2 separate regions of the Mus musculus genome follow, and region 2 is linked to region 1. A link is a contact called in public promoter capture Hi-C data. All regions are on one chromosome and are shown on one strand. The core of a region is the stretch at or near the end of the contact, and the rest is flanking DNA. Distances in the headings are between cores, read along the strand shown.

Region 1 (2,700 bases), core at 9-2,508:
ATCTTAGCCCAAGTGACCTACATGGCTCATCCAAGGTCCAATAGTGGCAGAACCAAAAGCCCCCCCCCCCCAAAGCCATATTTGTTGTCCCCTAAAAGCCGAAGTTATCTCCCTCTGGCCCACAAGACCCTTCAAAAATGGGGTCAGTTGGTTGTGGTGGACCTAGTCTTCAGTTTGAGGAGTCTGCCAGGAGATAGGGTTCCCATGATTGATCTCTCTGGCTCCCTCAATTAAAAAAAAAAATGTAGCTCTAGTTAGCCTCCGTCCATCGCCAGATGGAGACATGGCTATGGGATGGGCATGGGGGGTAAGGGATGGAAAGAGAAGGCAGGAAGGACCCAACAAGGGGTGTGGCCCTGGATCTATTTCCAGGGTGGAGCCGGACCACAGGTCACCCTGTCCCTTTAAGAGAAGGGGGAGAGCTAGCCCCTCTCAGCCATACTTGTCCTATCATCCATCCCGGCCAAAGCCAAAAAGGAAAATGAAAGAGGGACCCAGAGGGACAGGTCCCAGCTGTCTCTCAAGGTCCTCCGCTCAGCTCTAAGGCCCAGGTCCCGGGGTAAGTGGGGTTGGGGACATCTAGAGGCCACTAAGGGTCTACAGGGACGGGACGTGGTGTATTCTGTGTGTCTGGGGAGGCTTACAAGAGATGCTTGATAATTGCTATCAGAGAGGAGTCGAGGGGGCTGTGCCCGGTCTCCTTGGCTGAGGTTGGTGAGGAAGGGAAGATTGAGGGCGGGCGAGAGATCCTAAGTTGGAAAAACAGGCTTCTGTGTCAGCTTCCAACCCCAAAAGGCGTTCCCTGCTGCGAGGTGAGAGAGAAAGGAGACAGTGGGGGCTCACCCGGCCTGGCCCTCCCCTTGCTCCCAGGGGTCTCAAACAGAAGGAACGTAGAATTCTAGACTCCAGTAGCCGCTCTTGCTCCTGGCACAAAAAGCCAGGCCAGCAAGGTTGGCCCTGAAGAAGAACCTAGAATCTGGGGAACCTTAGGGTCTCCCTAGCCAAGCAGGCCCAGGCCAGGTGTGCGGGGAAATCCCTCCTCAGCACCCCTCTATGCCCATATGAAGGAATCCCATAGCTGAGGATGGACTATCCTCACACTCTGACATTAACTCATTAAACCCCAGAAAATATTCTTTCCCTGGCGCCCTCCGAGATTGTTGAGGGACGGGGGTGGGGGTGGGGGTGGGGGGTGGCGGGGGACAGGGGGTATTCAGCCCGCCCCAGCCTGTGACTACCCCCTTTCCTCGTCCCCAGCGTCATGGGGGAGTGGGCGTTCCTAGGCTCCCTGCTGGACGCGGTGCAGCTACAGTCGCCGCTCGTGGGTCGTCTCTGGCTGGTGATCATGCTGATCTTCCGCATCCTGGTGCTGGCCACGGTGGGAGGTGCGGTGTTCGAGGACGAGCAGGAGGAGTTCGTGTGTAACACGTTGCAGCCCGGCTGTCGCCAGACCTGCTACGATCGCGCCTTCCCGGTGTCCCACTACCGCTTCTGGCTCTTCCACATCCTGCTGCTGTCGGCGCCGCCGGTGCTGTTCGTCATCTACTCCATGCACCAGGCCAGCAAGGAGGCGGGTGGTGCGCAGCTGGCCCCGCCGTGCGCGCGCGGGCGTGCCGAGGCGCCGTGCTCCCCGTGCGCCCTGCGCGCTCGCCGCGCGCGCCGCTGCTACCTGCTGAGCGTGGCTCTGCGCCTGCTCGCCGAGCTGGCTTTCCTGGGCGGCCAGGCGCTGCTCTACGGCTTCCGCGTGGACCCGCACTACGCGTGCGCCGGGCCACCTTGTCCGCACACGGTCGACTGTTTCGTGAGCCGGCCCACCGAGAAGACCGTCTTCGTGGTCTTCTACTTCGCCGTCGGGCTGCTGTCGGCGCTGCTCAGCGTGGCGGAGCTGGGTCACCTGCTCTGGAAGGGTCGCCAGCGCGCCAAGCTGCTCCCGCCGCCGCCGCCGTCGCCCTCTTTGCCATCGCAGCGCGGGGACCCCGACCCTTTCGGCCCGCCAGCCTACGCGCACCGCTCACCGGCAGGCGACAGCGAGGGCGAAGGCGGCAGCGGCCACAGCAAAGCGTCGCTGGCTACCGTGCGCCAGGACCTGGCCATCTAGCGGCGAGATCGGAGGCTGGATATCAGCACCCGGGTCCTTGGAGGCAGAAGGCTTTGCTTCTGAAAGACTGCGTAGGACCCTGCCTGAGCAGAAGATGAGCAGAGGGGACCGCCAGGGTTCGGGTGGGGGAGGTGTCGCACTTCCTAGTGCTGGTTACGGCAGCCGTGTTAAATCAGGGAGGCTCCTCGGTGCTGTGATCCCTGCGGAAAGGGAGGACGCCAAGGGCTCCCCTGAGAGGCGGCAAACCGGCCGTGGGTGACCTGATTGTTGCACCGGGGACAAAAATCAACAGTGATGGCAACATTCCCAGGTTCCCTGCTAATTCAGAGAAGAGTGGTTTTCCGTGAGCGCTCTGCACACACTCTCTCTGGACACACTCAGATGGGTTGGCTGCTCAAGCATAGTAAACCTCTATGAGCTGTGTGTATTTGCATGTGTATGCTTGTGAGGGTCCGCACATGCGTGTGTCCACACGTATACATCTCCCAAGTGACAGGCGATAGAGACCTGGGTTCATGCCTGCGTGCACAGAAATGTACATGTATGTCCTTGAAGGCTCTGTGTGGATGCATGTACGCATGCGTCCTGTGTTAGCTCTGTAT
Region 2 (2,727 bases), core at 133-2,632, 440 kb after region 1:
AGAATGTCTCCGAGCTCCATATTGTCCTGCAGAACTCATGTCAGTGGAGATGCTGCTATGGTTCTGTGATCTCAGAGACAATGTGAGCCACTCGTGTTATATATGCATATGTACACAAACATGGAATATAGAGTTCACAGACTGCCTATATACCAAGGCACTAGTTAATGTGAGCTCGGGTTCATGTTTTCAGTGTGCTTGCTTAGCTCAGAAGTATGATTTTCTTCAGATACAGATAGATGGCTGATGTACAGTTCTCAACCTTTCCTCTCAAATGTGTGTGTGTGTGTGTGTGCGCGCGCACGTGCACACATCTGTCGGTCTTTTTGAAGACAGGGTCTCTCTATTATAAAGCCCTGGCTGTCCTGGAACTCAATGTGCAGATCAGGAAGGCTTCAAGCTCATGGGGATCTCCTTGCCTCTTGCCTTCCCAGTGATGGGATCAAAGGTGTTGCACCCCCATACCTGGCTTCAAATATATTTGTGTAACTAACAAGATGATGAAAGTGGGACCATTCCTTCCACCCTGTTGGCATCGTTAGAAATGCCCCTCTGAGCCCCATCTCTTAGGACTTCAGCGTGATGAACCGCTGAGCTTTGAAAAACTGTTCTGCCTTCAGTTCCTCTCCCCCCTCCCTCCTGTCAAATGCTTTCCTCTCTAAAGTGTAGATGATGGGAAAGGATGTTGATTGGCACGCCTCTGTGAACCAACACCTTCCCTTGACTTAGTCCCTCTACCCCACATAGCTTCACTCTGTATTCTTCTGACACACCATACGTGGGTTTTTGTAAAGTGTCCTATTTAGAGGAAAGAAGATTCGTAGGAAATGAACACACATATGTACTGCTGTCTTTTTTTTTCTTTCTCTCTCTTTTTCTTTTTTCAGCGCTGGCAAACCAACCAGTTCTCAGAAAGGACAGCAAAATGAGAGAATTGTTCCCTCAAGTTAAAAAGTTGGAGAGCCGTAAATGCCAACGCACTTTTGAACTATCTATAAATCTGAACCAAAGACTTTTTAAAGTTTGTTTTCTGAGAAATGGCTCATACTGTAATGTGGGGCTGGCCTGCAACTGATGGCAATCCTCCTGCCTCAGCCTCTCAAGTGCTGGGATCATAGTGGCGGGCCACTCCAACTGGAGTGAAAAACCAAAGGGCGACGGGGGTTGGGGGGAGACCGCCATAAATAACTCAATGAAGTGAGTTCTCACTGACAGTTCTCAAGACCGTCATCCCTGAGTCTAGATAAAAAGTTCCAGGTCCTTCCGTGTCAGGCAAATCTGGAAGTTGGGCTTACGCACACCGCTCGGCTCTCCTTGCGACAGCGCCCTCATCCCCGGTGTTTCTCAAGTAGACGTCCCGAGACGGTCGCTGAGGCACTGTTTCCACGCGATCAGGGTTCCTCAGGCTTGACATTCAAAAGTGGGTGCGGAACCCGCGGCACTCGGAGCGTGCTTTAAAGCGGCCGCCAGCCAGCGCCGCTCTAACCTCGCGCCCCGGCTGCCGGCGGCTCCCGCCCTGCATCTGCGCCGACGCGACCGAGCGATCCCGGGGCCTCCCTGCGCCCGGAATCTCCCGCCAGCCGCGCGGGTCCCCACGGCAGCAGCACGTGGAGCGGCCGCGGAGCCTGAGCGACAGCTGCAGCCCGCGCGGCCCGCGGCGACATGGAAGGTGAGCTCGGCGCCGCTGCGCTGGGGGCTTTGAGCAGCCGGAGCGGCGCGCGCTCAGAGGCTCGGCTGGCTTCCTTCTGAATCTCGGTTTTGCTTCTATTTATTTCTTTTAATTTAAATGCGTGTCCGTTCTCAGACACCCCCTCCCCCAACTTGGGAAAGTGCTAAGTTCTCTTCAGTTTTATTTCTTGGGGGTTGTGAGACGGGGGCATATGTATGGGTCACCTTAAATCTGCAAAGGACAAACAGTCTTGGGTGTCCCTAAGTTTGGCACCAAACCTGGGACGGAATAATCTCCCCCTCCCCCGGGTTGGGGGTGGGGGGGACGCTCCGCGGTCTCAGTCTCCATAGGAATTAGTTTAATCTTAGTTACTTGAGTCTACTTTTCTGTAATGTGACTTTTCTGTGAATACTGTCTTAGTGGCTAAGGGCATATTTGAAAATGATTAGCAATTGTAGTTAGTTAGCTTGGAAATCAAATGAACTTAAAAAAAAAAACAAAAAACAAAACCAAAGGGGGGAAAAAACCCGAAACAAAAATAAGGCTCACGTTAAGGGTTTCATTTGAATTCATTTCGGAAGTTATAGCTTTGCTTCTCAGAAGCCTCGCAGTATGAACTTCCTTAAGATAAGTGCAATTTCACATTTTCAACAAGTGTTTCTAAAACTCTGAAGATGGAAGATGTGGCTCAACTTTGGGGGAGGAGAGGTGGCCCTGAGAAAATCAGAAGTTGAGCGCTGCATTCGTTTAAAGGAGAGAGATACTGACGCTTACCTAATTGAAGTGTTGGTCTGTAAATATTATGAATATCACAGTTACTTTCTTCATGATGGTTGAAGAATCTCTTTTAACACATGAACCTTGATCTTTTGGCATCTTTATTTAGTTCTAGTGTATGTGAAGCTATGAAATATGATTAACAAGTTTGGAACACAGTTAAATATGATAAAGCTTTGTTTCACAATGCAATTGAGTGGAACACAGCCCTTAATTCTCAGCTTGTGCATGGTATGCTGGTAAATGTGGCTTCTTCTTCTTCTTCTTTTTCTTCTTCTTTT

The links. Promoter capture Hi-C pulls out the DNA fragments that hold promoters and counts their contacts.
Region 2: a contact with region 1 is called in a promoter capture Hi-C map of liver, with 2.9 times the contacts expected there. The contact joins the promoter of Ikzf3 here to the promoter of Gjd3 in region 1. A contact is called at or near these places in 1 of 39 promoter capture datasets (liver) and 1 of 9 other capture datasets (pancreatic islet).

The regions. Positions count from the first base shown.
Region 1 is chr11:98,981,578-98,984,277 of GRCm38.p6, reverse strand. It overlaps Gjd3 (gap junction protein, delta 3), which reads left to right and starts at 1,258. Exons shown (of 1, transcript NM_178596.3): 1 at 1,258-2,700. The coding sequence starts at 1,262. The coding sequence ends at 2,098.
Region 2 is chr11:98,544,686-98,547,412 of GRCm38.p6, reverse strand. Ikzf3 (IKAROS family zinc finger 3) reads left to right here and starts at 1,382. Exons shown (of 8, transcript NM_011771.1): 1 at 1,382-1,669. The coding sequence starts at 1,663.